6 separate regions of the Mus musculus genome follow, and regions 2, 3, 4, 5 and 6 are each linked to region 1. A link is a contact called in public HiChIP or PLAC-seq and promoter capture Hi-C data. All regions are on one chromosome and are shown on one strand. Each heading gives the region's core, a stretch centred on a gene start, on an enhancer-like site or on the middle of the called end of the contact. The rest is flanking DNA. Distances are from core to core; before and after follow the strand shown. Region 1 holds the start of Commd2 (COMM domain containing 2). Region 2 holds the start of Erich6 (glutamate rich 6). Region 3 has its middle 55 kb from the start of Tsc22d2. Region 4 holds the start of Tsc22d2 (TSC22 domain family, member 2). Region 5 has its middle 37 kb from the start of Tsc22d2. Region 6 holds the start of 1700007F19Rik (RIKEN cDNA 1700007F19 gene).

Evidence for each region. Promoter capture Hi-C pulls out the DNA fragments that hold promoters and counts their contacts. HiChIP or PLAC-seq counts read pairs in DNA pulled down with a chosen protein or histone mark.
Region 2: a promoter capture Hi-C map of hippocampal neurons shows a contact between it and region 1, with 2.4 times the contacts expected there. The contact joins the promoter of Erich6 here to the promoter of Commd2 in region 1. A contact is called at or near these places in 2 of 39 promoter capture datasets (hippocampal neurons and liver).
Region 3: a contact with region 1 is called in an H3K4me3 HiChIP or PLAC-seq map of bone marrow-derived macrophages, with 6 times the contacts expected there. The contact joins the enhancer-like site here to the promoter of Commd2 in region 1. A contact is called at or near these places in 1 of 39 promoter capture datasets (the 3T3-L1 cell line), 1 of 15 datasets of contacts at CTCF or cohesin (pro-B cells), 3 of 484 Hi-C or Micro-C datasets (the Ba/F3 cell line, cerebral cortex and cortical neurons), 5 of 115 datasets of contacts at active chromatin or transcription factors (astrocytes, bone marrow-derived macrophages, embryonic stem cells and 2 more) and 1 of 9 other capture datasets (adipose tissue).
Region 4: a contact with region 1 is called in a promoter capture Hi-C map of liver, with 3 times the contacts expected there. The contact joins the promoter of Tsc22d2 here to the promoter of Commd2 in region 1. A contact is called at or near these places in 16 of 39 promoter capture datasets (the 3T3-L1 cell line, 3T3-L1-derived adipocytes, the C10 cell line and 10 more), 3 of 484 Hi-C or Micro-C datasets (LSK cells, embryonic stem cells and regulatory T cells) and 14 of 115 datasets of contacts at active chromatin or transcription factors (the 230-238 cell line, astrocytes, bone marrow-derived macrophages and 10 more).
Region 5: a promoter capture Hi-C map of neural stem cells shows a contact between it and region 1. The contact joins the enhancer-like site here to the promoter of Commd2 in region 1. A contact is called at or near these places in 2 of 39 promoter capture datasets (embryonic stem cells and neural stem cells) and 3 of 115 datasets of contacts at active chromatin or transcription factors (bone marrow-derived macrophages, embryonic stem cells and large pre-B cells).
Region 6: a contact with region 1 is called in an H3K4me3 HiChIP or PLAC-seq map of neural tube, with 4 times the contacts expected there. The contact joins the promoter of 1700007F19Rik here to the promoter of Commd2 in region 1. A contact is called at or near these places in 5 of 39 promoter capture datasets (the 3T3-L1 cell line, embryonic stem cells, liver and 1 more), 3 of 15 datasets of contacts at CTCF or cohesin (hippocampal excitatory neurons, large pre-B cells and pro-B cells), 4 of 484 Hi-C or Micro-C datasets (cerebral cortex, cortical neurons and nephron progenitors) and 12 of 115 datasets of contacts at active chromatin or transcription factors (embryonic basal ganglia, embryonic forebrain, embryonic hindbrain and 8 more).

What each region holds. Positions count from the first base shown.
Region 1 is chr3:57,649,522-57,653,409 of GRCm38.p6, reverse strand. Commd2 (COMM domain containing 2) reads left to right here and starts at 1,726. Exons shown (of 5, transcript NM_175095.4): 1 at 1,726-1,823; 2 at 1,911-1,988; 3 at 2,637-2,719; 4 at 3,195-3,368. The coding sequence starts at 1,757.
Region 2 is chr3:58,634,951-58,638,838 of GRCm38.p6, reverse strand. It overlaps Erich6 (glutamate rich 6), which reads left to right and starts at 1,632. Exons shown (of 14, transcript NM_001081262.1): 1 at 1,632-2,203; 2 at 2,721-2,778. The coding sequence starts at 1,675. Gm46806 (a long non-coding RNA gene) reads right to left here and starts at 2,828. Exons shown (of 2, transcript XR_001783856.2): 1 at 2,042-2,828; 2 at 1,347-1,702.
Region 3 is chr3:58,468,216-58,472,103 of GRCm38.p6, reverse strand. No RefSeq gene overlaps it. Among named protein-coding and RNA genes, the nearest start is that of Tsc22d2, 55 kb to the right of the region's middle. Within about 2 kb of position 1,908, at least 112 of the 459 cell types and tissues checked have an H3K27ac peak or open chromatin away from gene starts, as enhancers often do. A contact at or near this core is called in the Ba/F3 cell line, adipose tissue and bone marrow-derived macrophages, where this site is marked.
Region 4 is chr3:58,412,927-58,416,814 of GRCm38.p6, reverse strand. It overlaps Tsc22d2 (TSC22 domain family, member 2), which reads right to left and starts at 2,095. Exons shown (of 4, transcript NM_001081229.2): 1 at 1-2,095. The coding sequence starts at 1,126.
Region 5 is chr3:58,375,840-58,379,727 of GRCm38.p6, reverse strand. No RefSeq gene overlaps it. Among named protein-coding and RNA genes, the nearest start is that of Tsc22d2, 37 kb to the left of the region's middle. Within about 2 kb of position 1,772, at least 8 of the 459 cell types and tissues checked have an H3K27ac peak or open chromatin away from gene starts, as enhancers often do. A contact at or near this core is called in neural stem cells, where this site is marked.
Region 6 is chr3:58,161,690-58,165,577 of GRCm38.p6, reverse strand. It overlaps 1700007F19Rik (RIKEN cDNA 1700007F19 gene), which reads left to right and starts at 1,771. Exons shown (of 6, transcript NR_040538.1): 1 at 1,771-1,816; 2 at 2,025-2,071; 3 at 3,112-3,232. Gm40056 (a long non-coding RNA gene) reads right to left here. Exons shown (of 6, transcript XR_003954487.1): 5 at 1,322-3,339.

The DNA of each region.
Region 1 (3,888 bases), core at 477-2,976:
CGTTGAGGTCAGACTGGTCTATTTCCTGCCTCTATAAGCTGTTTCTTTAAGCTGCCTCGGAAATCTAATGTTGTGCTACTTCAGAAATCTAACATTGGTAGTGGAATCCTTACTTCTACAAGGTTCATGGCTCTTGTATAGGTCTACAGTAAGTACCAAGACTCTTTTATAGGTGTAAAAAAAAAATCAAGATATCTTAGTCTTGGGCAGTAGCCAGCACTGAAGATACTAAATAGGCAGGTATCCAATTCCTCACCCCTTGGTGATAGACAATTGTGTAGTTCCTGGGCCTGGGGTAGTTGAAAACATTGGCTCCCTAGAACTCAAGAACTCTTTGATTATTTCTAAAATAATTTTTATGACATTAGGAAGAGACAGAGAGTGAGAAAAGGGAGAGAGGGGAGGAGTGAGTTAATATGTGAACACATGTGCCTCAGTGTACGTTGGTGAGTCAGAGAACAACTCATATGTGTTGGTTTTCTCTTCTACCGTGAGGGTTCCAGGGGTTGAACTCTTGTCTTCAGGCTTCACAGCAAGCAGCTTTTATCCACTGAGCTATCTTACCCACTCAGCTATCTTACCCACCCAGTCTGTTTGAATCTTTACCATCTTCTATCCCTCTTCAGTTCCTAAGAAACTGGTTATTTTACGTTCCCCGCCTCTCAGCTCTCCCTCTTCTGCTGGCAAGAGTCAGGCTGTGCTGTCACTTCTATGGCTTGATGTTCAGAATGCTCAGCTGTCGCAGCTGCTGCCACATGGCTGCTTTTATCATTGCTGCTATAGCACTGTATCTGCTTCCAGAAGTGGGCAAGAAAAGACCCCTAGAGAGAAGCCTTTTATTGAGTCCAAAGTTGTAGCAGCAAGGGATACAGTGTAGGGTGTGTCTATCCCTACCTGCTCATGAACTGAGCAGCCAGCTTCTAAATCTGAAGAAATGGTGTTTGCACCATTTGAAGCAAACCTCACATGTAAACAAAGGTATGTTTGGTTAGCATCTTCCCTTTTGTACTAAGAAAGTGCTCCCTTTCTTGCCTAAGTGGACACGTTCACAGGCTTATTTAGGGATCATGAAGGCTTGTGATAACACAAAGTCCTACACAAACTGTTCAAAACTACCCTAGTTGGGGCTGTATCTTCAGAAATTAATGCAAAGACCTCTGCTCATAGTGTAGTCATAGTGTAGTTTCTTCAAGGTATTTGTGGAGTGTACAAAATAGTCACTACATATATATTTATGTATATATACATGTAATATACGTATACATATATACATATATATACACATATATATACATATACACATACACATACATATACATGAGTATATGTATATACATATACACATATACACATACACATACATATACATATACATGAGTGTTATATACCCAAAACTAGAGTTAGTGATGGTTGAGAACGTGAGTACTGGAACCGAATCTGGTTCTTCTGCAAGAGCAACAAGAGATCTTAACCACTTAACCACCATCTCTCCAGCACTACATATTACACTTTTGCAGGATGGCTCATGAATGAGTGGAAGACTTGTACCTTCAACTCTTTTAACCAGCGTTCACTGCCTACCTTCACTCCTATAGAGTGAACCGGACGATACCGTGCTCCTAGGACTGCCAGCAACCGGAACCCAAAGCATGGGCTGTACCGCGACGCCCGCCGGAACTTCTTTTTGCCTGCACAGAGGTCGGAAGTGGTGAGGGCGGGGCCGGCGCCGGGTGGCAAAGTCTGAAGAGCCGCTAAAATGCTGCTGGATTTGTCCGAGGAGCACAAGGAGCACTTGGCCTTCCTGCCGCAAGTGGACACTGCAGGTAAGTTAGTGCTTGCGGGGTGCTTGCGGCGGGGACAACCCGGGGGACAGCCCGGCACTCACAGCCTGCTGCTGACTTCCGTTGCAGTGGTCGCCGAGTTCGGGAGGATCGCCGTGGAGTTCCTCCGACGGGGCTCAAACCCGAAGATCTACGAAGGCGCCGCCAGTAAGAAAGGGGGAGGACGGGCTCTGTCTGTGGAGCTGGAGAGTGCGATCCATTCTCTTTCTCCGCAGGAGTCTTTGCAGGTCCTAGGGTCTTGTTCCTTGTTCCTCTTAAAACCCCGCAGAGCAGTCAGTCAAGGCGCACACTGCAAGGAGCTGCGCGCTTTTATAACTAGTGTGGAACAAATATCTTCATATTTAAAATGAATACAGTGCCACCTGCCTTTTAGAAATATTCTGGTGCTTAATAAAATACCGCATGCTGAAGAAGTGGAACTGTCATCGAAGTGTTTAGTAAACATTTGCTACCCAGAAACTGCTTTTTTTCTAAGCTGGGGGGGGGGGGGTGGTGGTGGTGGTGGTTGAGATTAAGAACATCTCTACTGACTTCTCCTTCTGCCTGGGTTGAAGGGGCTTTGTGTGTCTGTTCACAGGTTTGTGTTTTGTTAGGCTGACTTGGAGGGAAATAGCCAAGGCCCCTGTTAGTGGAGTGGGTTAAGAAGGAACAGTAGTCTCCGCTTAACTCATTTTTATTGTATAGTTTGAAAACAGAGCAATTGAATGTGTTTATTTTTAAACAAATTGATAATCTGTTTATTTCTTCACCACCCCACCACCACCACCACCACCACCACCACCACCACCACCTTAGGAAAACTGAACGTGAGTAGTGACACTATCCAGCATGGTGTGGAAGGATTAACGTATCTCCTCACCGAGAGCTCAAAGCTTATGGTAAGACTTCTGAGAGCTGTATTGTATCACCCAGATCCTTTCAAACTGGCGCCTATTACAATATTTCTAACTCATAATCGAATTTGTGCAGTATACCAAAACAGTGCTATTGGCGTTATCTAATATGAATTCCTCTTGCCGGTTTAAATTATAATTGTCTCTATTTCTGCATCATGTGCCATCACCCATGTATGTCAGGAGATGGGAGAATGAAATATTGCATTTTTAAAAATGTATCAGCAGTCATTATCTGGCTTGATGGAAAAATATTAAATAAAATTAGGCATCTTAATTTCTTTCCTATTTTAATAAGGTTATTTTGTATATTAGTAACTTGGATTTCAGAATGGTGGGTCTTTAAGGAATGTTCTAAATAGAATTAGAGGATATAATGTACTTGTGTGTGTAGAAATGGTTTAGCATTTACTAGACAAAGATAAATTCCAGTGTTCTGTTGAACTCAATTTACCTTTAGATTTCTGAACTGGATTTCCAAGACTCTGTCTTTGTTCTGGGATTCTCTGAAGAACTAAACAAATTATTGCTTCAGCTCTACCTGGACAACAGAAAGGAGATCAGAACTATTCTGAACGAGTTAGCACCTCGTCTTCCCAGTTACCATAGTCTTGAGTGGCGGCTAGATGTACAGGTATGGCTTTTCCTTTTCTTAAATCTGTTATTTACCAACTTAACCAAGCTCTGGTGTGAAAACGAAAATGTAGATTTTAATGGTCACTTTGGGTCATTTCACAAGTAGCTCATTTCCTTTTATTTCTAATTTGATTTACTGAGTTTAATTTGCAAAGGTTTTAAATTTGTTTTTATTACATGTGTTTACTTAATGTATGCGTACATGAATGTCACTTGTGTAGAGGTCAGAGGACAGCTTTCAGAAGTTTGTCCGAAGGGACTGAACTCAGGTAGTCAGGCACAGTAGCAGTTGTGCAATCTGAAAAGTTGTTAAGAAGTCGTTTAGAAGAAAGTATGGTTTACAAAACAGACTTGTTTGTTTGTGTTGCTTTGGTTTTTGGCAATGCTTAGTTTAAAAACACAGTTCTCTCTTGTACACAAAGAAAAGTGTACAAGTCTGTGTACTCAATATCACATAGTCACAAACTCAAAATAGATGTGACCGTGACCAGGACCCCAGAGACATCTTTTTTTTTACC
Region 2 (3,888 bases), core at 383-2,882, 990 kb before region 1:
AACACAGCTTTATACCTTTACACATGTCACTTCCCTCCATAGAGGGCCAGTTGAATTTCAGGACCTAGGAAAGTGCTTACAACACCAGAATGCTCTTATTAGAATATAAGCTCAGTTGTAAGGAGCATACCACAGGCCCTGGGCTCATCGCTAGCACCCATTCCCAGCAGTCAAAGATTGTCTGCATAGGACTTCATAAGTCCCATTCACTGTCCTCACTCCCACACTTCCCCAGGTCTCTGGAGTGCCTTCCTACCCTGGGCCTGATCCACTACTCATTATGTCCCTGTCCACACATCTGACCTTTTTTTCCAAAGCCACTCAAACATCTGGACTGCCTCATTAGCCTGTGGCAAGCATTCCATTGCCCTTCAAGATCTTCCATTCTTTTAAAAACACTCTGAGCAGTTTCTCTCTGCCCCACCCACAGGAGTATTGGACAATTTCTGCCACTCACTCCCTGGTCTATATTCTAATGCCAGTGACCTTGATGAACCCTGCCAAGTAGTTAGGTACTCTGGCCAGCTACTTAAGCAGGCTTCTAGGTAGTGGCCTGACTCTACACCCAACAGAGACCTGGCTCACAGTAGTGCCCAATAAATATAGTGTCAGATTAACAGCCATCAAAATAATTGCTCAGTGAACCAACCACAAAACAGGATCATGTGGGTTTGTCTAAATGAAACAAAAGTTAAGGCCACTGTGCCACCACATAGTCCCCATCACAGAGTTGTCCTGCCTTCCATTTGACCTAAACCTTAGGTCCTCTCCCAAAACACTTTAGGGGAAGTCTGTCCTCGACGGGACCTTCCAAGGGCATCACACTGCAGCTAAACCCAGGTGCCTCCATGTCCCTACTGCGGTGTTCCCAGTGGTCTTTGGATGATATATGTCTAAAATTACAGGCCACTATTCCATATTCATCAATATCCACAAATATCTTAAAGGAATGGTTGTTCCCAGCCCCCCCACCCCCCACAAATAGGCTAACAGAAGTCAAGTGACAGAAGAAATCACACATAGTGACTCATAGGCCTGACCCTGGGCATCTAATGTTCACCATACTTTCCTGGATACTATTTTTAGTATGTGCAAATATTTCACAAAAGAAAATAATAATTTAAAGTACCATGAGTTGAAACAAGGCCCCCAAAACAAAAAGTGGCATGTGGTAGACAGATATCGCTGGAATTTTCTATTTCCAAAACAAAAGGATGGATCAAAGAATCGACCAAACTAGGGCTAGAGTAAACCAAATTATCTCAGCAGCAATATATCTCCAAAAAGTCTTACTAAACAACAAATGTAAGGCAATGTAATCATAAGACGGCAAAGAAAGGCTGGTGTCTAATATAGTAAGCAGAGTTTTACTGGAATTTCCAATAATCATATTTCTAATAAAAATCAAATTCCACAACTCCCTCAGTGCCAAATGACATTATGGGTATCCTCCTTAAAAAGCCAGAAGGTCCGGCTCCAGGGAAAGGGAGGTTGCTTCTCTGCTGGCTAAGAGGGGCTCAGAGACCTAGAGAGCAAAGGCAGAAAGAAGCTTGGCAGAAAGAAGCTTGGCGCAGGGTCCTGAGGCTTTAAACCCTGAAAGGTTCCGAGGTTGCCCTGGGAGACAGACGCTCAACAGCTGCTCCGGGGTCGAGCGCTCCGGGGCTGCCCACAAACATGCGCCCGCGTCAGGGAGTGCGGAAGCCTGGAAAGAGGAACACAAAGTCAAAAAAGCCAGATAAAGCCTCGAAGGGAAAAGAGATGGTAGAGGCAGAGAAAGCGCAGAAGATGCAGAGAGAGCAGGGGGAGGAGTTGGAGCAGGAGGGACAGGAGGAGGAGGTGGAGGAAGAGGAAAAGGAGGAGGAGGCCAAGGAGGAGCAGGGAGCTCAGGAGGAGCAGGAGGGGCAGGGAGCTCAGGGGGTGCAAGGGTGGGATGATAGGGAGGGCCAGCCGCAGGAAAGCCAGAACCTGTTCCCTGAGTCGTTGAACGAAGAAGACATCTGGAAAGCCATAGGCCCCAGTGAAGGCTTTGACGAAGACTCACCGGAATTTCGTCCCCGCTTAATTAGCGTGGTCAGCCCCAGCCTGAGCACTATGTCCCCGCCCAGCAAGGTGTCCAGCCCCTCGTGGGGCGAAGAGGAGCCGCTGCCGCTGCCGCACAGGGAGGGCTCTCCTCCTGCTTCCAGCAGCGGCTCGTCCCACAAAAGTAGCGTTGGGCTTCTCCCTCCCTCGGGATCCTGGCCTGAAGGGCGGCCGGTGCTTCCCCCTCCCCCTCTGCTGCCCTTAACACTAGCAAGTCTTGGCTGATTGCCATGATGGCCCCTAGTGTGGGATCTAAGGGAAATCGGTTAGTAAAAGTAACAGGCCACTCCTGGGGCACTAGTGCCTGTGGGGTGCTCAACTACTTACTGAAGCAGTTCTACCTAACACCTTAACACGCAGCGTTACTGTCTTCCTTTAAAAGGAAGCAGAGCATTTAGAACGAGCTTCTTGGAGTCAGAGTTCACATTTTACTGTGGGTGTATCTTAACTGTTGGGGGAAAGGGTGGTGGTGTCTTTGTGCATTCTAGGATATATTTTTTATCAGCATACACAAATCATACACACACACCTGTGACAACCACCCTGTTTCTGCCCCTCACCAAATGTTCCCTGGGGACAAAATTTCCCTTGGAGAACCGGAGGCATGGAGTGGCTAAACTGTTTAATGTTTCGTCTGACAGGCTATCCCAAAATATTTCAAACATTTAAAAAGGACTTGTCTGAAGTGACTGTAGATAGGTAAGAAAATGTTTTCAATTATCAGTATTTTTTAAATATTTAGTTAGTTATTTAATGTATGTGATTCCACTGTTGCTGTCTTCAGACGCACCAGAAGAGGACATCTTATCTCATTACAGATGGTTGTGAGCCACCATGTGGTTGCTGGGAATTGAACTCAGAACCTCCAGAAGAGCAGACAGTGCTCTTAACTGCTGAGCCATCTCTCCAGCCCGAAAAAAAATCTTTTCCTCAGCAAACAGAAAGGAGCAGAAGCTAAGTTGGGATCAATGGCCTGCAGCTACTGGCTCAGCCCGGAGAAAGTAAAAGCAATTGCACTCACTGAATGGAAAATCTTATTTTTTTTTTTTTTATTTTTAGACAACAGGATTTACTAACATCAGATTTCATGCTCTTGGCCTTGGATTTAATATACTGGCTCCTTAGTATGCAACTGAGGCATGTTTATTACTTTTCAATTTTAAAATGCAAACTGTACCCAAAGTACTTAACAAAACAACACACATATTATAAAAGTAATATAATATAAAAACTGCCAAGTAATATAATTTCCTATGAACATGGAGCTAATACCTCTTTAGGTGCTGTTTGGTTGACCTGGAGGCCAGCCACTATGTTGGACTAGCTGGCTAGCAAGACTCAGGGATCCATCCGTCTTTATCTTCCCATTGCCAGGATTACAAAGCTTAACTCCCATGCACAGCTTTTTTTTTTTTTAATGTATTCTGGGGCTGGGGGTGGAGGATGGAACTCACAGCCTTGTGTTTGCAAGGCAAGCTTATTACCAGCTAAGCTACCTCTCCCCCTCTCCACCCCTTCAACTATAATTTTAAAACACATTTTCACTCGCTTTATCAAAAATCTGGTTTAAGTCTGGACTTCCTTTCCTTTTTATTATTTTTTATTTTTGGTATTTATGTCACTTTTAATTTCCTAGGATTCCGAATTGTAAAGAATTTAAACCTCTACTTTTTGGTTTGTCAGCATTAGTGACGGTTTATAAAATATTAACACTAAATCCACTACTGCTTTCTTCTACCTCTTCTCATTTATTTTTTTTCTAATTAACAACAAATTACATAGAGAGAGAAAGGGTGGGAGAGAAGCAGA
Region 3 (3,888 bases), core at 659-3,158, 820 kb before region 1:
CAGGGATAAAAAATAGGAGCTTGCTCGCTCATGCTGGGCTGGACATCCCTGATATATATTTATCTTGACATAGGTCTGCCTAAGATGTGCAGGTGGGCTTTGTAGCCCAAGCAGGCCTCGAAGCTGTGATCCTCTTGTCCTAGGCTCTTTAGTAGCTAGATTACAGACCTATGCCACCAGGCCTGGCAAATGTGTCCTTATGAAAGGCATGAGATTCTATATTGTATGTCTGTTCCCCTTTGTCGAATAGTAACTTTTTTATTTCTTTTTTGCATCGCCTTGGTCTTATCCAAAGATGTTATCTTTCTGTCTAAGAGTTCCTATCAATTTAATGAGTATATTTTGTCTACTTTTCTTTTAGCTTAGCAGCATGACCCAATTTTCTTTCTTAGATCTAGTATAGAACTGTACACAATCCCTTGGAGGAAGAAATATTAAGTAAAATTGTCCCTTTATATTTTTCTTAAAGGTCAAGTCTGATGCTGTGTATAAAAAAGGAGTAAACTGTTCTTTGTAACTTAGATGAAGCAGCTACCAGCCTTGCAATAGGGCAATTCACAAGCACTGTGTAGATGACAACATTTATTCTAACCCAAATCGCTGACTGGTAGGGCTGAGCCTGTCCTGTGTTGTTTGGTGTACTGATGAGTCCCTTACAACCTTTACACGAAGTGAAACTGTCATTTAAAAAAAAGGGGGGGGGGGAGTATGCACTACTTGTTAAAAAATATTTTAATAGTCTTTTCCTTTTTTGGGTCTCATTTTGTAGTCCAGGCTGGCATAGATTTACTAGATAGACCAGCCTGGCCTCAACCTGTAATCCCTTCTCAGCATCCCAAATGCTGAGATTATAGGTGTGAGCTACCACACTTGGCTTGACAATCCACATTCCTGACAGAGGAGCAATCACACTGATCTCAGAGAGCTGCATGAAAGCTGCTTGAGGGGAGGGTGTGTTGTTATGTGTTATCGGTATTCTGTTCATCCTGAATGGCCAGCTGTTAAACACAGAGCCCAAGGTTTATAGATGTCATGACCTGAACAAGCCAGGTACACATCTTCAACATGTTTGTTCCAGAAAATATGCTTTCGTCCCTTTGATCCTGAGCCCATGGAAGCACAGTGGGAGAAACATGGAATACCAGGTCTCTTACACTATAGCTGTACCTCTGGTCAATTCTGAGATCTTGGGCAGATTACAAACTCCTAAACATGTCTCCATACTTGTCAAATAAGCAAATTCTTGCTGTCGCTAGCCATTGGGTAGTTGTGCTGTTCTAAAAGGGTAAGGAGGAAATTTTTTGTCAAAAGGGTTGTAAATTTCCCAGTCTTTCTCCAGAGGCTCTGGTCAAAAATTGATAAAGAAAAAGACCATGGCTTTAACCAGGTGCCCAGAAAGTGGTAAAACAAAAAAAGCAGAAGCCAGCACAAGGAGTCATGTCCTACAAGAAGCCTATGAGTAAGTTATTACCCCAATACTTAATGATTAATAAAAAAAAAGTATAAGATTCATGTGGATCTTCATTTACTCCTTCAGTAATCTGAGTAATTAGTGCCAGAACATACAACTGTAAATATGAAAGCAGGGTCCCTCTCAGAGACTGCAGCACTGAGGCCAGTGGGTACAGAGGGCTATCAAAGGGCAAAGGGGACTTTTCATTTAACATCATACTGCTCAGCTTCTGTCTTTAAGTATTGATGCTCTCCTGCCCAGAGTCTAAGCTGTTCATTTTAAATTTCTGTCGCAGACATGATGTCGTCTCCTGTTCCTGTGCCTCTCCAACCCCAGGCTGGCGGTCAGGACCCAAGGGGTAGAAGCTCGTTTGAGGGTGTGATTATCTGAGAAGAGAATGCTTCCAGGAAGCTGTGTTTCTGGATGAGTCAGCTAGCTTCAGAGCCATTACTGAACGCTGAACTCGGTAGATTCCGGAAGTTAAGTCGGTAGTGAAAAAGCCAAGACTCACAGGCTCAGAACCCCACTTATTCCCTCTCTCTAGAGAATAGGACAGGGCAGTCTTTAAGGGGCCCATTTTCATTCTATAAAGGGACTTCTTTACAGCTTTTCTCAGTGATTGTCTTTGCAACAGCTGGCTATTAGGGGCAGGATGGGAGAGTTGAGAAAAAGGAAACCTGTGACGACTAAGATTGGTGGATGAGAGGAGGACCACACAGACCTAGGCTCTTGCACAATCTTGCACAAGATTATTAAGCTAATGCTTCAACACTAAGTCCTTGTCCTGAGTCACTTTCCTGTGTCTGGAGAAAGTCCAAAAGGATGATAAATTGGTCTTTGTGGAGGCATGTTGAACTAATACAGCAGACTCCATGGGTACCAGTCTTGCTGAGCAAACTATTAGACATAGTTTGTACATGCTGAAGTCCACTCACCCACTGCCATATCTCTTAGTAAGCATTCTGGCTCATGGGCTTATATGGAAGTATGTTCAGTAACCACATGGTAGAGGTTGAGCATGTACGAGTGGACTCCTTGTCTGTGTAATGACTCCCTGGGTTCTTGAACAGCTTCTACTGCTGTTTCTAGATGCTACTGTTACTCTCAAAGTAGCGTCAGTTGTGCCTGGATATGGGCTTCCCATCCTGTCTTAGTCACTTCTCTATTACGGTCATAAAACATCAGTCCAAGGCAACTTATTGATGGAAAACTGGGTTGATTTTGGGATTAGGGTTCCAGAGGGATGAGAGCCCATCACCATGACAGCAGGTAAATCTGGCACCAGGTAGGCATCATGGCAGGAATAGTGGAAAGCTCACATCTCAGAGCCACAAGTAACAAGCTAAGATAGCCCCAACTGGGAATGATCCAAGACTTTTGAAACTCAAAGTCTGCCCTTAGTGATTTACTTCCTCCAGCAAGGCCATATTTCCTAAACCTCCCAAAATAGTGTCACCCACTGGGGACCAAATACTCCAAATGCCAGAGGTTACGGTGGACATCTCATTCAAACCACCATATATCCCTAGCCCTCAATATATATATTTTTTTTCTTTTTGAGAGTCTGATTCTGTAATCTGGGTTAGCCTTCAACTCATGGCAATCCTCCTGTTTCAAAATGTTCTTGACACAGAAGTCACTCTGTGACTGAGCAGTAGAGACCAGTTGTTTTCAATCACCAACTTTTGTCTTTTCTTTCCTTCCTTCCTGGCTCTCCCTACAAAGCACCAGAGGTTTGGTATCCCAAATGAACTCACTTCATTTTCCCATAGAACAAGATATTAGTTCCTTACATATTTATTTTTGTTCATTTTTAGAACTCAATGTATTTTGAAATACTTCCAGTTTGAAACTGGAAGTAAAAGGAAGAAATAAAGCCCCCACCTTTCTTAGATGACTAGGTAAGAGCAAGGCAGTTTCTCTTTAGAGGAGTGTCCTTGGAGAGTGAGAGAAAGTGTAACAGAATGCATAGGCACATGGAATAATGATCAGTGATGGTAATATCACAAGAGTAGAGGCAATCAGACAGAAGCATTCAGCAAATGTGGTCTTTGAATCAATTCTGACGATATATAAAGTTGAAGCTTCAAGATCTGATTTAGAAATAGAGAACTCTACAAAAATGCAACCAGGGAAACACAAGCTCCAGGAATAGCCACAGGAAAAATAGCACAGATTACTAGAGTATTTTAAGGGGTAGGGAGAGAGAGACACACACACACATGGACCCTTTAGGTGAAGAGATTTCAAGGTATGACAACCATTTAAAATGTGCCATCACATCAGTCCTTCCTTTGGTCCAGATTCAAAGAAACTATAAACATGACAGAAGGGAGATGTGACTGTCAGTGAACGCTGACTAGATTTCCTGTGAGACAAATGGATTGCTCATTTTGAGGTGGTGCAATGGTTTGCTTACAAAAAAAATATGTTTG
Region 4 (3,888 bases), core at 846-3,345, 760 kb before region 1:
CGTGCGGCGGCAGGTACTCACTCTGGCCGGATGGCTGCATCGGCAACAAATGCCCGGGTGGTATCTGAGGCTGGGGATAGGCGAACTGCTGTGACAACGAGGAGCCGCCGGCCGGGCCGGGCTGAGCTGCCAGGGCCACAGGCTGCGCCAGGTTGACATTCGGCGGCGGCGGCAGCCCCTGACCGACAGGCCCGGGGAGGGCGCCTCCGGCCACGGCTCCCTGGAGCTGGGTTGGCTGAACGGCTGCTGTCATTGGCTGCGGCCCGGTCGCCGCTCCCGGGAACGGCGGCAGCGACGCCGAACTTGGAGCCACAGCCCCACCTACGGGCGGTGGAGGCTGCGGCTGCCCGACGCTGAAACTCTGCGGCTGGGCGAGAGTGGGCTGGCTCATTTTCTCCGACGGGGGTAGCTGTGACACAGCAGTCAAGGAGCTGTCAGTTCCCGAGTCCAGCCCGTGCGCCCCCTGCATGGAGGCCACCACCACCACCACCGACCCTCCGGTGGCTCCCAGGCCGCTGTCCCGCTCCGCAGTCTGCTCCAAAGTATTGCTGTGTCTAATGCAATCCCCGGACCTGGTGAGGACGCTGCTATCCGAATCCCGCTCGTAGTATTCCATACACGTCCATCGGCCGCGCCGGTACGGCTCCCCGCTCCCGTGGTCTAGTTTGATCACGCGGAAACGCGAACTACAAGTGGCAGGGGGCTGAGATGGAGTTGCACTACTCGGCCCAGGAGTGGACACCGAAGCGGCGGCCGCCGCCAGGGTCTGGGCGAGTGCCCCCGCCACGCTCCGGGCCGACACGCCACCGCCGCCTCCGTTGGCGGGCGCAGCTGAAGCGGCTGCCAGCTGCCCATCCAGGATGAGGTTCGGGGACACGGTCCCGGGAGTTTCCGCATCCCCGACATTGTTGAGCGTCTCTTCCGAGGAGCTACGCTCGCACACCTCCTCCGGGCCGTAATCCGTGGCCCGGGAAACGTCGAAGATCTCGGAGGACACGTCCTCCGTGCGCGACTCGTCCGGGTCGTCCAGGCTCTCGGTGTCCTCGGTGATGCTGGTGGCCACCTGAGCCGTGGTGACACTGGTGATCTGGAAGCAGCTCTTCTTCTTGGCCGGCATCTTGGACATGGTGGAAGAGGCTGGAGGGCAGAGGCTCCTCTGGGACCCCACCGGAAACCGAGAAGGGCCGAGCACGGGCCCCCAAAGACAAAGTCCGAGTTCGCGCCTGGGTCTACGGCCCACGCCGCCAAGTCACGGGCTGCTCTGGGCGCCGGCGTCTCGGCGCGACATCCTCCTCCTCCCTCCTCACCTCCCGCGGCAGGGGTGCCTCAATTCAACTCCTCAGCGACGGCCCGAGCGTGGTCCAGGGGCGGGCCGGCTGCTCCAACAGCTCAGCCTCCGCGGTCAGTCCAGCCCGGCGCTCGGCGCGGTCAGCAGGCCCGGCTGGGGGTGGAGCGCAGGGCGCAGGAGGCGGCGGCGGCGGCGTGAGGGGCGGTTCTGCCCCGCTCGGGCTCTCCTGGCCGGGTCCCGCGGCTGCTCCCGCGCGGCGACGCGGAGGAAGAAGGCGGAGCGGCGAGGCCGGGACCGGCGCTTCCTGACGGACGGGGCTGGAGGTCCGCGGCGGGAGGCAGCCCTCCGTCCCGGGCTCTAGCCCGAGCGCAGTCCGGGGGCCATGCCGGCGGTGGCGGCGGAAGCCCGCTCGGGGGCGGGGAAGGCCGGCAGTCTGGCCTCCCTCAGGGAGCCACCCGCGGCGGCGGCGGGCCCGGCCTCCTCGCGGCTCTGAGGCGCGTGAGGGGCGGCGGCGGCGGCTGAAGGAACGGCAAGCGAGCGGAGGTGCTCGGCGGCGTGAGGGGAACCGGTGGCGGCGCCTTCCGCTTCTCCGCGGCGCGGCCGGCTCGGAGACTCCGGAGGGAAAAAACAAAACAAAACAAAACAGAAATTCAAACTGCTGAAGCAGCGGCTGCAGCTCCCTCCACTCGGCCAAGATGGGGCTGAAATGGCCGCGCCAGGGATGCTGGGAGGAGCAGCAGCCCCGCAGCCGCTGCCGCCGCAGACTAAAATGCCGCCGCTGCCGCAGCCACCGCCAGCGCCGCAGCCGCCGCCGTTCCGTGACGCGCCGGCGTCGTGACGTCACCGCCCCGCCCCCTCCGGTTTCCTGCGGCTTCGCGTGGAGGCTTGAGGGGGGTTCGTGGGCGGGGCCAAGGGGGTAGAGAAAAGGGAGCGGGTTCTTTTATTTAAAAAATTTTTAAATTTAAATTTCCACACTGCAGGTTCACTAGGAGAGGAAAAGCCAGAAGACGGTTTTAATTTGTAAGCCTGGGGCATCGCATGGTTTAGGGCCGGCGTGTGGCGATCCTGGATGACTGGAGGTCATGTGCTCGGTCTAATGTTTAGCATAGTCTTAGAGGAACCTGGGCGATAGGGGAAAAAAGTAGGGCGATCCAGCTGCCGAAGAGGTGCATAGCTGGAGAAAGCGAACCGGGTTAAAAGTCCTGAAAATATATGTTAACTAGGATAGTGGGAGAAGTGAGATTTAAGAGAAACGAGGGTGACTAACACAGAACATCAAGCCAGACTGAGTTAGAAAGATGATCTTTCAGACAGAAATTCTGTCTATAAAAAGCGGCGGCGACAGGGATGGTTACTTGCCCAAAGTAAAGTCGGTTTCGAAAAAGATTAGGAGTTAATAACATATTCCAAATTTTCACTTGTTGTGGTTCAAGGCTGGAAGAGTTCATTTAAACTTTCGAGACGTTGAACATGAAATCTGCTTATAGGTTCCAACGTTGAAAAGCCTACAGTGTTAAATAAGTGTAGCTCTTTTGATTGTTCTAAGGCTCCTGTTAGAGCCATGTTGTTCTTTGGTTTGCTTTGGATCATGCACAGTAAGAGAATACCTTTTTCTTCCACTACTAAGTCAGACAGCAGCTCTGAAAGTGCCACTGAATTTTTCCATCTTGTAGCTACTTCCCAATCAAAATCGAGTCTTGTTGTTATGAGACCTCTTGTAGCCCAGGCTACTTACTTAAACCAAAGTGGCCTTGAACTTGTAGTGAGCTTCCTGCCTCTGCCTCCCAAGTGCTGGCAAGTGTCTCCACATTGGGAGAGTGAGGATGTTATTTTAAACACCGACCACTCTTGAACTCTTGACACATGAAAACAACTCTAAGTTAGCTAAAATCTGAGAAGTTTTGCTGGAAATTAAGATGTCAGATTTGTTGCAGCTTTTAGAGATCATATCAGGCTGACTCGTTTAAAGTAGTTTACTCAGTTCTCTAATCTTTAAAGAACTCTTTGATCCAAAAACGGATTGAAAATTAAAATTTACACAACACTTTCTAGGTATTTAGCTGTAATGTATGGAGATAGATATTTTAAACTCAATAGAAACTGTCCTTCAAACCCAAGTGACAGAGGTCAGTATATAAACCAATACCTCACAGTAACATCCCTGCTTCTTGAGGGGGGCAGAAGAAAAAAGAAAATAAGTGTTACATGCTGGTGTTATTGTGGCCGAGATAGCTGAGGGAATGCTTCATTTCTAAATCTATAATTTCAGTAATTTCTCAAGACAGTACGTAGAAATAATTGGCTTGTTAATCCAATGTGAATTTATAAGAGATTATTTTAATGCTGATGTTAAAATTAATTATCAGTGGGTATTGTTGACCATAGGAGTTTCAGAAAAATAAAAACCACATGCTTGATCGTGACATTACATTATCTTATTAAATTTCCTTTTCTGATTATTAGGGTGGTATTCTTCAGCCACACGTTAAAGGGGGAAGAGTAATCTGTAAGTGTTCATTCTTTTTGGTTTTTTTTTTTTTTTTTTTGTTTTTTCGGGACAGGGTTTCTCTGTATAGCCCTGGCTGTCCTGGAACTCACTT
Region 5 (3,888 bases), core at 523-3,022, 730 kb before region 1:
CTGAGAGACATACAAGTTTCTGACCTGGATCTTGGCATGAAGATCTGAGGCATAGTGGCCATGAAAAGCTTAAGCCCAGGCAAGGCAGTACACACCTTTAATCCCAGGAGACAGAGGCAAGGGGATCTCTGAGTTCAAGTCCGCCTGGGACAATGCAAATCCCAGATCCAGGAGTGGTGGTACACATCTTTAATGTGGGCCACACCTTCTGCTGGAGGCCTATATAAGGACATTGGAAGAAGGAAGATTCTCTCTTCTTCATCTGCTTACACTTACTTGCCAGCACATCTGTTGGAACCTACTTCTACAGAAGACCAGCTGAAACAACTAGCTTCACGGGACTGAGCAACTACTGGATTCTTGGACTTCCCATTCACAGCTGACTATTGTTGGGTTAGTTGGACTATAGACTGTAAGTTATCACAATAAAGTCCCTCAATATAGAGAGACATTCCATAAGTTCTGTGACTCAAGAGAACCCTGACTAATACAAAAGATAAGCTGTTCATCCCTCACAACTACAGTTATTCATCATGTAGTATCAGGGCTAGTTCTGAGTAACATGGTGCTAGAAGAGTCATTGTTATGTGAATACCATATCGTGTCATTACACAAACTCAAGTAAGTCACTGGAGGTGGCCTCTACATGTAATCATGAGACATTAAACATGAGATTTATAGGGCTCCTACTGATGTGTCATGGCCTACTGTATTACAATAAACCTTTCTTATATAATTAAGAGACATGCACTTTAAAATAAAGATAAAAATAAACATACAAGCCAGGAACACAGTTGTTTATCACCAGCAAGAGCTGTGTGCTGTAATTGTGTTGGCTACAATTTTCTAGGACTGACAAGGTAGTAGGTTTGTTTACACCAACATTACACTGTTTGGTTGTGCCTGAGCATCATGACAGCTATGACATCATTGGGTGATGGATATTTTGAGGTTCATTGTGATCTTTACGGACCACACACACATCATCTGTCTTTAATGCTTATGTGGTACATAGATGTACCTATATACTAGGTGTGGTTGTTGTTGATGTTGGCTGTCATTTTCAGAAGCAGGAAGTTCCGCTGCTCTGTGGGTACAGCGAGGGTGCCCAGTGGGCACTCCACGGTGTGGAATATGGCAGCCAGAGCCAGGGCACACCACAAGGGCTGCCAGGGCACTTGCTGCTCCCCAGCTCATGCCACTGCTATGATACTGGTGGTTGAGGTAGAGGTTCCTCAGGCCCTAGGTTGTCTTCCAGATCTGCAACCACAGTCTGAGCTGCTCTGGCTGGAACCTAGGTATTGTTATTAACTTTAGATTAACCAAAGCAGAGTTTTGTAAATAAGTTGTTCAAAGTCAAACTACCATTAGCAAAGATTAAAATGAAATCTTAAAAGGTTGACATTAGAACTATAGCATTATCTCATAAGGAACATTTGACTAAAAGTCAGCTTATAGTTAATAATTCACAGTAAATACATACCCAGCACAACAACTTGGTACAGTAGATGTTGTACACATTTTAATACTGTGGGTTACGAATATTTGTGTTCTTATTAATTAAATTGTTTTTGTAACATTGAAATTTTCTATATATTTATTGGTAAAACCACATAGTTTAGAGTTTGAACGGGGCCAGTATGAATCCAAGGTCAAAGATTTTAACAACTGGAAGCATTCCTCCTGTAGCTCTGGTATCAACTTACTTGCATGGCCTGTGACTTAAGACAGAATATTCATGTGTAAATGACAGAATGCAACTTCCTGTCCAGGATCCTTTCTGCTCAGCGGGCTCTGACCTAAAAACACCCTGGAGCCTTTGTCAGTAGGAAGCCTGCCTGCCATTCATCTTCACTGCTTTGGTTTGGCTTCACTGCCTCAAAGAGTGAGAAACTCATTAATTAAAAATCATGACTTGTACAGGTAGCTGAAAACATAAACACAGGGCAGAGGAGCAGAAGGCTGGCCCAGAGCCAACCGGAATCTGAAAATGTGAATAGTGTGACTCCATTCAAACCAAGCTCTGCAAGTGGGAAGAATGGGGAGGGGACACTGGAATCTCCCAGGTGGCCGAGAGGACCTGTAAGAGCCCCGAGGAACAACAAAGGACAGGCTAGCAATGAGTGTGTGTGCAAGGGTGGTCTAAGGAGAGACAAAAAGGGAAACTGATGCAGAAAACCAGGACTTGGTGGACTGCCTGTAGCACCACCACTGTGTCGAGAATAATGAACAAGGAAGCAGTGACACCTGACCATGGCAACTTGTCTAAAATGGAAAGATTGGGCTGGAGAGATGGCTCAGCGGTTAAGAGCACTGATTGCTCTTCTGAACCAAGGTCCTGGGTTCAAATCCCAGCAACCACATGGAGGCTCACAATCATCCCTAATGAAATCTGACGCCCTCTTCTGGGGTGTCTTAAGACAGCTACAGTGTACTTACATATAATAAATAAATAAATCTAAAATAAAAAAGAAATAAAATAAAATGGAAAGATCACATACCATTAAGGGACACTTCCTGAAGAATGTTTCTGCACAAAGCCCAGTGTTGCTGGGAACTCTTTCGGGGGTGGGGGGTGGGAACCACACGTTGTGTTTATATGGCTAATTATCTTAGTTTTACTTGGTCCTTTAAAAGATGCAGTCAGCAATTTACATGCTTGGGGGTTTCATGCCACAGAGACAAGAGTTAAATGATGAAAACAGGAGACGAGTTATGGGGATGAAAAAAAGAAAAGGCCTGGCTGGAACAGTATGAGGAAGAACAACGCAGGAAAACAGGAACCTTGTTTCTGCATGCAGTGCAACTGCAGTGGCTCAGGACAGAGGCCATCCCTGTATCCCACAGGCTGTCTACAATTGCTCAACTGTCTCTGGCTACAATTAGAAAGGAAGACTATAAAGTGAAAGAGTAGTTACAAACCCAGAACATTCTTTTACTGGAATGTTTTGCCATATTGTGAGTTTGATGGCTATTCAGTTCTTTTGGGAGAGTTAATATATTCCGTTTTTCAAACCCAGAGCCTGGCTTTTAGAGACACCAATTTCATTAGTTTTCTACCTGAAGTTTTTCCACAAGCAATAAGATTCTAATACATGTTAGAGAGACTGACTGCAAGCCAACTATTGTACAAAATAAAAAACATCAAAAGCATGTTGCCATGCAGAACAAGATGTAGAAAAATAAAACGTACATTTCTAGGGTACCAAATGTCTTGATGTTTTGAAAATGTGCTTCCAGCATGATGGTGATGTAACATGCCAAACATCCGGTCTTATAATGTAGGGGCCCGGGGAGATAGGAACAGGAGCAATACAGCTAACTTATATAAGGGACTCAACAAGAGGCAAATGCGTTAAAAATCAAGTGGGAACTTCAGACAACTCACGGGTGTTTTTGTATTTGGAAAATATGTAAGCTGTCTTAAGCAAAGGGACTGTGCCTAATACTCAGTGAATTGCAGTAAATCTGTCTTCTAAATCTCCTTCTTTGCTCCTATGTAGTAAACATGAGCAAAGAGAGACTGTGCGTTGGATTAGACAGAAGGCAAATATATATTGAGAAACTCCAACTGGGAAGAAAACAGTGTGCACAGAGCCAGGACAAGCATGTTATATTTATTAAGTATTTTAGTTTTTATCTGAGATTTCATTTAATGCTAACAACCATCCAGTCTATTTTACTTTGAGGGTGGGGATGAGGACTAGCGGATCAAATTTATAATTTGGTTGGGGGTGTGTCTCAGGGATAGTGCTTGCCTAGCACGAAGAGGCCCTGTGATCCCAGAACGACAGAGTCACATGGCTGTTAATGTGACAAACATGGACTCATGTCCAATTTAAATGGTGCTTTTTCTTAGGCTGTGGTGGGAGGCAGGTGCTCTACAGG
Region 6 (3,888 bases), core at 522-3,021, 510 kb before region 1:
ACTGGAACGAGAACAATTGGATTTACAGAGATTTTGAAAATGTATACCGCTGGATTGTCCGGTGTGGTAGCACCAGTGGTAACAACCATGCTCCCACGGATATTCTGCTGTTGAATGGGTGATTTTACGCGTGTTGGGGCATGTAGACTTTTCTCGTTGCTTCTCTTTACCCTATGTTCATGTTTCAGTTATGTTGCCTTTTCTCTAACAGTTTGCAGACTTTTTTTAAAAAATGACGCTAAAAATGGTGGTACCTATAAAATTCTAGTGCTCAGAAGACTGACGTAGATTGGGCCACACAGGGAGCCAGCTTGGATTATACAGTAAGACTCTACCTCAAGTGGAAAAAAAAATGGTCTTAATAACACATGTATTCATCACTTAGCTTCAGTATTATTGAGTCCTGGACAGTACAGACTCCCATCCACTTGTATCTCATACAACTATTATTTTGAAGAAAATTCCCATGTACCATTCACACATAAACATAAAAAGAATTTTTATAATATCAACAAATATTTCCTTCATTAACTCTTATTTTTTTTAAAAAAGATAATTAATATTATCAAATATCCAGACAGTTAAATTCATTTGCCTCCATTTTTTTTTTACCAGAATCAGTGTGCAATGGAGTCTTTAATTCTAATTGGATAAAAAGCCATAGACAGACGAATGATGGGTAGATAGATGAATAGATGGATGGACAGACAGACAGATGGCAGGCAGATTCTCTCCTCTGTCACACTGGAGAATTCTGATTGTTCTTCTCATGAGGTTTTCTTGAGCCTTGATCTGGTGGCTGTATCTGATGGTGTCATTTAACGCGTTCCTTTCCTCTCAAACGTTTGGTCAGATCCAAGGCTGGACAAGAATCAGGCTTGATATTTTGTCCAGAACACTTGAACTGCTATGTTTTAGACCTCCAGCAAGGCCACATGATTTTCCTGTCTCTCCATGACGTTACCACGCACCCCCCACCCATGTCATTGGGCCTACTTTGGGAAACAGAAAATTATATAGTAATTTAAAATAACGGAAGTTTAATATACAGAATTATTAAAATAATAGCTGTGGAGGTGTAAAGTTGCTTCTGAAGGGCACCCTATATCTGAGGGAGAATAGCAAAGAAAAACAACCCTGAAATAGGGGCTCTCCCTAAGGCCGGACTTTTGACATTGTTGAAGGCAAAAGCTTGAGTGAGGCACAATAGCCAGTAGCTGGGGACACTAGGCTATCTGGTAGGTGCATGTTCATACTTGCCATGCAAGAAGGGAAGGATGCAAAAGGTACAGGCGAGCTGAGGCTATGGCTGTTTACCTACCATACACAAATAGGAAGTGTAAGGACTCGTGTGAAGCATTCACACTTGGAGGGCTTTAAGAAACAAAGTCCTGCTGCCTTGTCAGCCAGCTGTAGATGGAAAGTGGTCAGGAGGTCTGTGTAAAACTGGTACGTTACAAGGGTGAAGGCAAGGGGTCTCTGAGTCCAGGCAGAGGATCCGGGAGAAGGACTGTACACTGTAGCGATCTTGATGGCACATGGCCTGGCTGATGAGCCTACATGTGCACTGCTGGAGGTCAGACACCAGGAGTAAAACCAAGTGAAAAGCCCCTTGTTCCTGTAGTGTCTCTTTAGCGCCCTCTACTGATGAAGCGTCAAATCATGCGCGTTGGGAAGGAGAAGTGTTTCGAATTCCTTCAATGAATGACCCCAGAGCACTGAAACGGTGGACTTAGGGTTTAAAGGCAGTAAATTAGTAACTGATATAACGGTCACTGTTAACTTTCATTGTTTCTTTGGAGGCTGCAAAACGGTGGTAATTTGGTTTTATTGATCTCCCTGTATTTGCTGGATGCTTGTACGGGGAGAACTTTCCCACGTCCTCTTGAGTACCCCAGGCACCGTGTATACAAGCACCAGGCTCCTTCCCTGTTGCCAGTTGTTTTTGTTTGTTTGGGTTTTTTGTTTTGTTTTTTTGTTTGTCTGTTTGTTTGTTTTTTAACATGTCTTCTTTCTCCATCCAGGCCTAGATTCGTGTAAAAGCTATTTTCTACCGACCACATCTTTCTGGGTGAGTCTTGGTTCTGCCCACAAAGCCCCTTAACGGGGTGTATGGAGATAGAGCTGTTTGCTCCCACCTCATGTCACCCTCACCTAATGAACCTAATGAAATGGGTATCCGCTCAGGGAAAGGAAAGACGACTTCCAAGTCTCCCAGCTGGTGATGGGAGGAAATGGGGTTAGAAGACAGGCTGTTTGACTCTGAGCTGAGTCTGGGAAGACCTTATATTCAGCTTGTTTCTCCTGGGATAACTTCAAGCTCGGGTCTCCTGGGTCTTCATCTCTTCTCTATTTGCTTTTGAATTTCAAGGTCATGGCTCTTAGCATCATTGTTGAGAACTCCCAGTTTCTCTCCCAGGTTGGTCACACACTCCAGTGGGGTGGGATCTTTATGGAGGGGCCGGTGCACGCTGATTAACTTCTGCTTTTTGTCTTGTCTCACATGGGTGGGCAGGTGCTTCTGCCCTCTCCAGGTTTTTGTCCCTTCCTCTGTCTCCTCCTCCACACAGAAGAGAATGGGAACTTCTCAGGGGATGGTGAGAGAGAAACAGTAACTGCTGACCCTGGTAGTGACTTGAAGACGGACTGATTCTCCTCCCTGCTCCATTTCCAGAAGCCATGATCCAGCTGTGAAGGCCCAGTCACTCCAACTACGTGGGCCGCTGAAAATCCAGTTTCAACCTGCTTCTCTTTCCCTCTCTTCTCCAGTTCAACCCCATCCTTCAAAAACTCACCTAATTCCTCTGGGAATTAGTCTCTTCCCCCAGGGTCACCAATTCTGCTTGCTAATCTCCTGCACCCCTCTGATCCCCTTCTTGCTTTCCTTCCTCCTACCCAGGCTTTCCTGGCAAAGGCCAACAAAATAACAAAGACTAGGGAATAAGTAAACAGCAGCCTCCCCTCGCTTGGGAGTCCCTGGAAGCGCTTCCTTCATTCACACCGATGAGCCTCGGGATTTCAAAGTGCCTGGCACTGCTTCAAGGCCAGTTACAGCGGCCACGGAGTCATTGTATTGAGATGAAGGTGGATCCAGGCGGTTTCTATTTTTAGGTTCGATTGTTTCTGGAAAAGGTTGCACATCACATAATAGGAAATCCCAAGAGTGTGAAGACTGTTTCCTGCCAGTGGAAGCCTTGTTGTGGTTGGCTGTTCTGACCATAGAGACACTGAGGTAAGCGGACAAGGGTGGAGGGTAAGGTCCGGCTGTGCTGGGGACAGACAGGAAGGTGAAGTATGGAGTCAGGGAAAGTGAGATTGCAATTGTCAGGAGATGTAGAGCTGTGAGAGAAAGCAGAGCAGTTGTAAGAGGATGAAACCGTCACGTCTTCCTCAGAGTCTGCCAGGGCGGGGTCAGCTAGCACAAATTATTGTCAACTGGGTCTGTGCTATTTGTCACTAAAAATTATCCTGCGTAACTGAGTATGTAAATGATTATGCTGGAAGCTGATAATGATAACTGGAAGCTGATAATGACATCAGCCCACAGATGTCAAGATGTAGGTAATAAATATCCTTTCCTCATTACAGAATTCCGGGAATGAGGGCCAGGGATATAGGCCCTGGTATTGGACTTGTCAGAATGTGTGAAGCGCTGGGCTCCACCTTCCACATCCCATGAGCCACGTGTGTGGCCTCTCAGGCAGGCATCATTCAAAGGTCCCTGCAGGTGGGATGCATTGGCTTCTTTTTCTGTCTTGCTCGGTTTTGTGACATTGACTCCCACCTTACCTCTGGTTCAGAGCCACCACTTGGCCTTTGGTGTTACAGAACAGTACCATACGTTGGCAATAAACCAGGATCCATCACACCATCCCCTGCAGATAGTAT